Linked DNA regions of Mus musculus: region 1 is linked to region 2. The links are chromatin contacts, called in public Hi-C maps. All regions are on one chromosome and are shown on one strand. The core of a region is the stretch at or near the end of the contact, and the rest is flanking DNA. Distances in the headings are between cores, read along the strand shown. Region 1 has its middle 40 kb from the start of Txn2. Region 2 overlaps Myh9 (myosin, heavy polypeptide 9, non-muscle).

What was found. Hi-C and Micro-C count contacts between places; a contact is called where the count stands out from the background.
Region 1: a contact with region 2 is called in a Hi-C map of bone marrow-derived macrophages, with 5 times the contacts expected there. The contact joins two enhancer-like sites. A contact is called at or near these places in 4 of 15 datasets of contacts at CTCF or cohesin (CD8 T cells, the NIH/3T3 cell line, large pre-B cells and 1 more), 53 of 484 Hi-C or Micro-C datasets (B cells, the BV-2 cell line, CD4 T cells and 33 more), 18 of 115 datasets of contacts at active chromatin or transcription factors (CD8 T cells, the HPC-7 cell line, Th17 cells and 13 more) and 4 of 9 other capture datasets (adipose tissue, embryonic stem cells, liver and 1 more).

Annotation. Positions count from the first base shown.
Region 1 is chr15:77,886,096-77,891,074 of GRCm38.p6, forward strand. No RefSeq gene overlaps it. Among named protein-coding and RNA genes, the nearest start is that of Txn2, 40 kb to the right of the region's middle. Within about 2 kb of position 2,331, at least 104 of the 459 cell types and tissues checked have an H3K27ac peak or open chromatin away from gene starts, as enhancers often do. A contact at or near this core is called in bone marrow-derived macrophages, where this site is marked.
Region 2 is chr15:77,770,156-77,775,395 of GRCm38.p6, forward strand. Myh9 (myosin, heavy polypeptide 9, non-muscle) reads right to left here. Exons shown (of 41, transcript NM_022410.3): 22 at 4,919-5,125; 23 at 4,402-4,539; 24 at 3,780-3,903; 25 at 3,117-3,288; 26 at 1,669-1,881; 27 at 970-1,114. Among named protein-coding and RNA genes, the nearest start is that of Apol8, 18 kb to the left of the region's middle. Within about 2 kb of position 2,831, at least 13 of the 459 cell types and tissues checked have an H3K27ac peak or open chromatin away from gene starts, as enhancers often do. A contact at or near this core is called in bone marrow-derived macrophages, where this site is marked.

The DNA of each region.
Region 1 (4,979 bases), core at 1,081-3,580, 120 kb after region 2:
ACTTCCCTAGGAAACTGGCTGGCAAATGATGATAATGGCCTATGGCCAAGTCTCAGAGTCCAATTCAGGGGAATGAGACTGGCCAGATCATCCCAGGAAAACTGCGAGGCTGCTGTTATTTACTATGCCCAATCATTAGCCCAGGGTCCTGAAAATCAGCCTCATCCTGAGGAGCCCTGGCCAGGAAACTCCATAGGTGCATGAATACATACACATGGAGCACACGCACGCATGCACATTCACACACACACACACACACACACACACACACACACACATACACATACATGCTCGCACACGCGCATACACACGTGTATCAGCAATATAAAAATGCAAAAAGAAATAAAATGGTGGGCATTGTGTCACAGGCCTTTAATCCCAGCATTTGGTGGGCAGAGGCAAGCAGATCTCTGAGTTTGGGGGCAAATCTGGCCTACAGGGTGTGCTCCAGGACAGCTGGGGCTACATAGGGGAACCCTGTCTCAAAGAAACAAGAGAAGAGGAGGAGGCAGAGGAGGAGGAGCCAACCAAACAGCTGTTAAACTCGAGGTTCAGCTTTGGGTTAGGAGGAGGGGAAAGGAGGAGGAGGAGGAGGAGGAGGAGGAGGAGGAGGAGGAGGAGGAGGAGAAAGGAGGAGGAGGAGGAGGAAGAGGAGGAGGAGGAAGAGGAGGAAAAGGAGGAGGTGGCTTGGAATGTCCCCCTCCCACATGGAGGCACTCATTTCCTGAAGTCACCATCTCCCTGCCAAAAGGAGAAGGGGCAAGGGGCTTACTATCACAAAGGGGGAAGGAACATTTGATTAATTAAACCACAGGATGCTGTTAAACTTGAGGTTCAGCTTGGGGTTAAGTCTATCCTGACTCATACATGACAGAAATTAATACAAAAAAAAATTACTTGTCAGACATTTATTTAATTCAAATGCAACTGGGCATCCTGTATCCACATTTATTTATTTATTTATTCATTCATTCTCTCATCCATTCATTTCTTGGTGCTGAGGAAGTAACCCAGGCCCTTGGCAATGTTAGACAAGCAAGCCCTCTGCCCCTGAGCTGAAGCCCCTGTCCCCACCCTGTATTCTATCTGGCAACCCTGAACACAATGAGAACTCATTCTTTCTGTAAGTTCCACACTCTCTGGCCATCTGTTTAGGCTGCCACAGTGCTATCTTTGAGACTGAGTCATTTATAAACCAAAGCTGGTTACCATCCTGGAGGTGGTAAGATGTGGCTGCAGGAGGTTCTGCATCTGATAAGGCCTTCTCTGCACACAGGGTTCCTCCACACACAGCAGAAGGGGTCAGGGGCTTGCCTGCCCCCTCAGACTCTCTGATAAGGCCTCCTCTGCACACAGGGTTCCTCCACACACAGCAGAAGGGGTCAGGGGCTCGCCTGCCCCCTCAGACTCTTGTATAGGGCATCAGTCCCAATGGTCACACACTGGGGAGTGAGTTTCATATATAACCTTGGAGGCCAAGGAAACCCAACACCAGTGTTCTCAAATACATATTTGTTTTTATGTGTATTTGTGAGTGCCTATGTGTGTGTCTGTGTTGTGTGTATGTGTGCCTAGTGTCCTCAGAGATCAGAAGGCCTGAAACAAGTGAGTTACAAGTGGTGTGAGCCACCATGGCGGGTGTGTGTGTGTGTGTGTGTGTGTGTGTGTGTGCTGGAAACAGAACCTGGGCCCTCTGTGAGAGCAGGCAGGACTCTTAACCACTGAGCAGCCTCTCCAGCCCCTCAAAGATATGGGAGGGGAGGGGTTGGGGGGGGTTGGGGATACAATGAAGGATGATGGAATGGTGTAAATGACAAGCTCACTGGTGTCAGAAAGGAGAGAGAGAGACTATGTCTGAAGAGGGACTGAGGCTGAGGTACAGAGGGGATGAAGGATGCTCTACTCTTTGTTTGGTTGGTTGGTTTTTGTTTGTTTTTTGTTAAAGGCGTGCACCACCACGCCCGGCAGGATGCTCTACTCTTGACCTCCCATTCAAACCTCCTGAATTTTGAACCATGGGAATGCAAATATTTACTTCATCCAGGCGATAGATAGATAGATAGATAGATAGATAGATAGATAGATAGATAGATAGATAGATAGATAGATAGATAGATAAAATAGCCAAGCAGCTTTATCCTGACCCGACTCCCCTCCCCCAACCTCTGCATTCTACAAATACCCCTGCGGGTTGTTTTGTTTTGTTTTGTTTTGTCTTATCCTTTTCAGAATTCCTGGAGGCCAACTCGACTCCTGACTCAGCCAGTCTGTAGCCACCCCATGATCTGCAGGGGTGCGGTGAGTCACAGCCACCCTAGCCTCCAGCTGTCTGCCATGTGCAGATCTCCCCTTTCCTGCTGGCCACAGACTACAGTCAAAAGAATCCCATCCCCACGTATTGGGTGTGCCAGGCTCTGGGCTGGGAGCAATGACAACAGCAGCCTCATTGTCTGAAAGGGAAGCTCACTATACCAAGGAGACAGGGAGCTGTGCACCCCCTCGCCGCACCCCTGTCAGCTGGGAGGAGGATGTGGGAAGGCTTCCTGGAGAGGGCGGCACATAGGCCGAGCCCAGAACAGAGCTCCAGGTAGAGGGATCACCATGAACAAAGGAGGCGGGAGGAAGGAGGCTGGAAGGCACATGTAGTGTGGTCCTGGTCCTGGAGAGAAAGGGCTGATCGGAAGGATACTCTAACTAGTTCACACTGAGGTCTTTTTTCAAGACAGGGTTTCTCTGTGTAGCCCTGGCTGTCCTAGAACTCACTCTGTAGACCAGGCTGGCCTCGAACTCAGAAATCCACCTGCCTCTGCCTCCCGAGTGCTGGGATTAAAGGCGCGTGCCACCACGCCCGGCTACACACTGAGGTCTTCTTGAAGTATCTAGCCGGCTCTGTGATGGCTGGGACTTGAATTAACAGGGTCTGCCTCCCCTGAGGAAAAAGCACTCCTGAGCAAAGTAGGGTTCCCGGGCTCTGGCTATACAGTGGAGTCTGGAGCTCTCGGCTATAAGTGAAACTGGGGCAGAGCACTTATGATCACGTGGTGAAATAGAGCCCTGTATCCCGGCAGAACTGCAATGGATGTACCTCAGGGTTGGGTCTGAGAGACAAGCAGGGCTGCAGGACACCAGGGCACCAGCTAGCACAAAGCTTCACATCTTTTTTAAAATTTTACTTTATGTGCATGAGTGATCTATCTACGTGTACACCTGCATACCGAAGAGGGTATCCGATCAGATGATATTACAGATGGTGTGGGCCACAGTGTGGTTTCTAGGAATCAAACCCAGGACCTCTGGGAGAGCTGACACTGAGCCATTTCCCTAGCTCCCACATCTTTTTTCCTTTTCTTTCTTTTTCTTTTTCTTTTTTTCTATCTTCCTTCCTTCCTTCCTTCCTTCCTTTCTTTCTTTCCTTCTTTCTTTCTCTCCTTTTTTTCTTTTCCTTTCTTTTCTTTTCTTTTTTTTTTTTTTGAGATTAGATCTCTCCACACAATCTAGGTTGTCCTGGAACTTGGTATGTAGACCAGACTGGCCTTGAACTCACTCTTTGCCTCCCAAGCACTAGAATTAAAGGCATGCAGCAATATGCCCACTGCAGCTTCTTACCCTTCTAGGTAAGGCTTCAGACCCAGAGAGGAACAGAGAATTATGTAAGACTCAGGGTCAGGTGCAGCCCTTCAAATGCAAAGGCAGAGCTAGATAGACCCCAAACCCTGAACTCCCAGCTCTGGGCTCTGCATAGCCCTTACTGCCTCCTATAAGGCTGATAACTCTGAGCTGAAGCCACACAGGGCTTCCAGAAGCCAGGTCTTGCCATCTCTATGATCTCATTTGGCCAAACACTTGAGAAGTCCACAGCTGCCCCACCCCCAGACATTCACATTTGCCCTGGACAGCCCTGACAAGATGCTGAAATCCTACCACCAGCTCTCTTCCTTCCTGTTTCCCAGGAACATGTCTTAAAAGGAATAGGTAACCCTCACTCTCAGTCACTATCAGTCATTTGTATTTGAGTGTGAATTAGCTATTACACTCTAAAAGATTGCCAGCTGCATGCACGGCCCTGCCCCAAGCTACACAGCTCAGTGAGGAAGGAGTGATCCCCGGCTTGAGCTGAGCCCTGGGAACGCCTGGGTGGGGCTGCCTCTGCAGCAGCTGGCTCTGGGACCTGTATCCAGGTGGCAGTGGGATGGGAGGTGGATCCTGGTTCGTGTTGAGAGAGCACAAATTCTGACTGGGTTGTTGCCTATGTGCCAGCTTCTTACCTGTGTAGCCTTGGTCAGCTTCTCTCTCTACTCTAGGCCTCACAACCTCCTACCCAGCTGCTTTGTGGCTCAAACACTGCAGGCCCTGGAGATATCTCTGAGTAAGAGGATCTCTGAAAAAAAAACAAACAAACAAAAAAAAAAAAAAAAAACTAGGAGGGATGGAGTCTCACGGAGCCTGGGACACTGAGCTCAGACCTCACCATGAAAAGAACATGAGAGTGTGTGTGTGTGTGTGTGTGTGTGTGTGTGTACACACACACAATAACCTCCAATCACCACAGCCAGACAAAGGGTGCCAAAGGAAGACAAAAATTGGCAAGAAGAGCCCAGGGACTCCCAAGCTTCTCTCTGGTATCCATACTCATGACCACCCAAATCTCCCATGAAGCTCAGCCTCCAGGGACTTGGGCTTTCTAGCTTAGAGGATAGATAGCGTGCTTGTCTGGAGCTCATGAAACTGGGTTTGATTCACAGCACTGTATGTCGACACACACTTGGGAGGTGGAGGCAGGAGGATCAAGAACTCAAAATCATCTTTGGTGATATAGCAAATCGGAGGCCAGCCGGGACTCCAAGTGCTGTGCCTGGTCCGACTCTGGTTCACTTCTTGTGGTAGCACATCCCTCAATCCCAGCCCTTAAGGGACAAGGGAAGAGGACTGTGATTTTGAAGCCAGCATTCAAGGCCAGCAAGGTTCAAGACACGCTGCTG
Region 2 (5,240 bases), core at 1,581-4,080:
TTCCCTTTCTGAGAGGGGATGCTCTAGTATATGAAATTTCATCTGTGGGGATTTTAGCAACATTCACAATTCAAGGAAAACCACTTCCAAGACTTGAAATGTGATGTTCAAAGCAATGACATGACATCCTTCCAAAAACTAAGAAGGTGTCAGGTGAGGTGGTAAGCACCTTCAATCCTAGCACTCAGGAGGCAGAGGCAGGTGGATCTCTGTGAGCTCAAGGCCAACCTGGTCTATGTAGTAGGTTCCAGGACATCCAAGGTTACATAGTGAAACCCTCTCTCACAAAGCAAACAAAAGAACAAAACAAAACCAGGAAAGTGTAGCTTACTAACACTCCAGTCCACACAGTACTGAGTGCGCTTAACAAGCTCAAGGGTCACAGGTCACAGGGACCTAAGCCAGTACAAAGGCATGCTGGGTAAAAAACCACTAAAAAACAGATCGTACAGCGCTGGTGGAGGTGGGGCGAGGTGTGCTTCTAAATGTTCTAGACTGCCACATGGAGGAAACTGTCTAACCGCCAATAGGGACATGAGCTGGAAGCCAGAGAGAGACAGAATTTGTCTAGAAGGAGCTGCCAGCTACCAACTGCGTGGATGGACAACATCACGGTTTCCCAGTAAGACGCCAGCTGAATGTTTTTGCTAGGAGTGTGTAAGAAAGGACCTCTTAGTCAGAAGAGACCGCGGCGGGGGGCATAGGTTCCTTGAGCTTCCTGGTCAGGTTAATGGAGCATTAACTCTTCAGATGTTTTACGGTATGATCAATTCAACCTCAGATAATCACAAGACAAACCAGCCACCAGCATCCTTCACTGGCAGAGAAAACGGAGGCATAGCAGAAATTGTGAGCCCATGTCATTCTGACAAAGCGGGGGGCCCAGCCTGACATTGCACCTGCTCTGCTCTCCTCTGGTTCTGATGAAACCAGGCCCATCTGGGCCCACCTCCCCCAGCGTTCCCGTACCCGCTTCGTCTGCTCCAACTGATCTGCCAGCTCCTCCACAGCCTGTGAGTGCTTCTGCCTCATCTCCTGGATCTGGGCCTCATGGGTCTTGGCCTCGTCCTCCAGAGTCTTCTTCAGGATGCTCACCTCCTGCTCACGCTTCGACCTGGACAGAAAACACCATGAGACTGGAGGCAACATTCCTAGGGGGATGGTGTCCCTTGTCCCAACTCTGGCTGCAGAGGCCTGAAAGGGACAGAGCCACTCACTCACATAGCTTCTCTTCCCCAAGCCCCATCTCTGTCCTTCCCCCTCTCCCCTCGCTCTGTCTCTCTCTCTCTCCTCATATTTTAAGACAAGTTCTTATGTAGACCATGCTGGCCTTAATCTCACTCTGTAGCCAAGAATGACCCTGAACGCCTGACCCTTCCACCTCCGCCTCTGTCTCCCAAGTGCTGGCTTACAGGTGTGTGTCCCCACACCCAGACTCGCAGATTCCCTCCTTGGTCCTCTATCCACCCTCAGGTCCAACCCAGCATGCCCGCTGCAGACGTGTGCCTTTTCAGCCCTAAACTCCCTTCTGTCTCACCAGGTTCTGCAGCAGGACTCCACGCAGTGAAGAGGCTGCTGAGGAACCATCAGCACGCCTGCTCCCTGCTTTACGCACTCAGGCCTCCCCAGCTGCACCACCTCCCCGCCGCCCACCCGCCCGCGGCGCACCTCAGCTCCTGCTGGGCAGCCGTGGAGTCCAGCGTGTCCTCCAGCTCTGTCTTCAGCGCCTCCAGCTCCTCTCCCAGATCCCGTTTCTGCTTCTCGGCTTTATTCCTGGAGGCTCGCTCCGACTCCAGGTCCTCCTGGAGCTCAGAGATCTGAGTTTCCAGTTCTCGGATCTTCTTCAGGGCCATATTCTTCTGAGCAGCTTCTTCTTCCACTCTGCCAAAGAGATGAGTGACATCAGCACGAGGCCACCAGGCCACAGGAACGAATGTGCAGATGAGCCTTGGGAAGGTGCAGCAAAGCACCACCTGGCAGTCACAGCCGGGGCCTGAGGATCAACCTTAGCAAAGCTAAGCCATCCAGGATGGTTAAGAGCAATGCCACGTGGAGCACTGGCTGCTCTTCCAGAGGACCTGAGTTCAATTCCCAGCAACCACATGGCAGCTCACAAGTGTCTATAACTCCAGTTCCAGAGGCTCTGGTACCTTCTTCTAGTTCCCAAGGGGAAACCCACACACATACAAATTTAAAAATATATATTAAAGGGAAATACCAATTGAGAACTGAACAACAGAATTATTCCATTTTCTTAATTAAGAATATATTTTTAAATATATAAAAATTCAAATGTTTACCAAAAAGATACAAAGAAATAAAACAGTACATGTAGGTCATGATCACTATAACTAAGTTAAAATGTGGATGTGCTATGAGTTTACATCACTAAGATCTGTTAAACTCAGCAGAAACCGCTCTATCATGGTAGTGGCAAGTGGAGGAAGAGAGGGGCTGTACATGTGGGGGCAGGGCACGGATGAGAAATCTCGACTTTCTTTTCAATTCTGCTGTAAATCTAAAGTTGCTATTTAAAAAGAAATGTACACAGGGAACTGAAATGGCTCAGCAGATTTGCAACCAAGCCTGAGGGCTAAGCTCAATCTCTGGGACCCACAAATAGCAGAAGAGGACTCAGGCAAAATGCCCTCTGACCTCCACATGTGCAGCACAGCACATAATCCTTAGGCAACCCCCCACCCCCAACAGGTAAACGTAAAAAAAAAAAATTAAAGAGAAAAAAATGACTTTTAATATATGCCTATAGCCACAAAATAGGGAAGGAGCAGGGGACAGGAGACCATAGAGGGGAAGTGGGAAAGGAAATGGGTGAAAGGGGAAGGGAGGGAGGACTACAGAGAATGGGGAGGGAGGACTACAGAGAATGGGGAGGGAAGGAAGGACTACAGGAAATGAGGAGAGGGAGGACTACAGAGAATGGGCTGTAGATGGCTTTTGTGAAGATTAAACACTCTGGAACACACTGTCTGTGGATCAGAAGTGTCTTGCTCTTGGCTCTGACACAGAAGAAGAGAGCACGCTCATGGCTCAGCACCAAAAATGAGACGAGAGGGAAGCCACTGCACGTGCGACACTGGCTAGGAGCAGAGCCTCACCTGGCCAAGGCAGCCTGCAACTCCTCCTCCTTCTTGGCCAGCTGCATCTTGAGCTCTGCTATCTGCGCCTGGAGCTCAGCAATCTGGTCACTGAGGTCTGTGGAGTCTCCCTCCAGCTTGCGACGGGTCTTCTCCAACTCCTGCCTCTGCTTCTCCTCCCTACGGAGGCGCTCTGCCAGGAAGGGCAGGAAGGGACACGGAGGGAGCCTTAATTACTTGTATGAAACCAAACACTATGTACTTGTAGGACACATGGACTGTTTAAAGGGACACCATGCACACGCCCACTTCCAATTCTGAGATGAAACAGAACCCCAGAAGCTACCAAGGCCTGCGCGTCCCCATGGCAACACAGCACCTGGAGTTTGTGGTTCCTTCCTTCTTCCCTTCACTGCTGTCAAAAGTCCTACAGCTTCTAAAATGGCTGTGCCCAACACATGCCATATCAAAGCTTCATGCTTATCACCCCTCACACAGGCAACCGTCCGGCCATGCAGCAGTGAGCCTGCAGCCCTGACTCCCGGAGAACCAGATAGCGCCCCTGAAGCCTGACAGCCTTGCCTTAAGGCAATGGCCTAGCCCTAGGCTGAGCCTGGCTCGCCTATGAGTGCACAGGGCTCAGTGCTCTGCGTGGACAGGATGCTCACGGCCAGAGCGTCTCACCTTCCAGGTCGGTGATCATTGCCTCGTGCTTGTTCTTGAGCTTGGCCAGGCTCTTGGACTTCTCCTCCTCTTCCATGAGGTTGGTAGTGAATTCAGCTACTCTGTCTTCCAGCAGTTTCTTCTCCTGGAGGTGGAGGAAGAATGTCAGAGTTCAGTGCTGGCTAGGTACATACTTTAGCTCTTCCAAAGGAAGACTCAACCAGAAATGTATGGATCAAGGGTAAGGCAGGGCCTTAAAGAGTTGGCCAAGTTCATAGACACAACAAATGTGGGTATCCAAGACTTCCTGGGGTCAAGTAGGAAAGACTTCTAGGTGTCAACTAGTTTAGGGAAAGGACAAGCAGCCCCACCCCTGGCCCTACTAAGAGGCTGCCATCTGGAGTTTCCTCAATCCTAAAAGCTGGTAAAGACCTTTGCCAAGGAAAAACGGCAAGCCCCTGCCGCAACCTCCTCATTCATGAGAAAAGTCCTCTGCACATGGTGCTGGTGCCCAGGGGCCTGTGTGCCCGGGAGGACTGTGCTGCTGGACAGAGCCACGGCACCGCGGGGGATCGGGCAGGTAGGCAGGTCTTGGCCCTGCTCTGCCCACCCTCTCCATGACTGCATGCACAGCAGGCCCCACCTTGGCCAGTTTGCAGTTCTGGTCCTCCATGATGATCTGGTCCTCCTCCAGTTTCTTCAGCTTGGCCTCGGTGGTCACCTTCTCAAGCTGCAGCTTCTGCCGGGCGCTCTCCTCCTCCTCCAACTGCTCCTCAAGTTCCTAAAGGGAGAGGAGACGTGAGAAGGACGGAGGACACACACACACACACACACACACACACACACACACACACACGTCTGATCCCTCTTCAGGAAACCAGCATGTGAACTGGGGCACATGACTGACATAGTCTCAACAGTGTTCCCAGGGTGCCACAAAGAGGCCTGTGCCAAGGCTGATGGAGGAAGGACCAGAGAGAGAAACTCAGTGGCCTCAACGTTCAATGGGTAGCGCTCACGGAGATGTGAGCCGTGGACACTGAGTGATTGTCGCAAACAGGTGGACAAAGAAGGCTGATGTGGTAACTGAACCTGTGTGCCTATCTTGTGCCCCTGGCTGCCCACACTGTGCCCGCCCTGCCCGGCAGGAGCAGGGGTACCTGGATGTTCTGCTGCATCTTCTTCTTCTCGGCCTGCAGGTACTGGCAGCGCTCCTCCTCCTCCTCCACCCTGGCCTCCAGGTCATGGCAGATCTCCTCCAGCTCCTGCTTCTTCGCTGTCAGACGGGCCCGGAGCTCCTCAGCCTCGGCACACAGCTCTGTCTCCGCCTGCAGCTGCTCCTGAAGCTGCAGCTTCTCTGCCATGAGCTGCAAAGAACACGTGCAAAGGCTAAGTTCCCTGCGGCCTCCTTGTAGTCCAGATAAGAAATGTCCCCCGAGGCTGGCACGAAAGGCTTGTTTGCCAGTGGCTGGCACTGTTAGC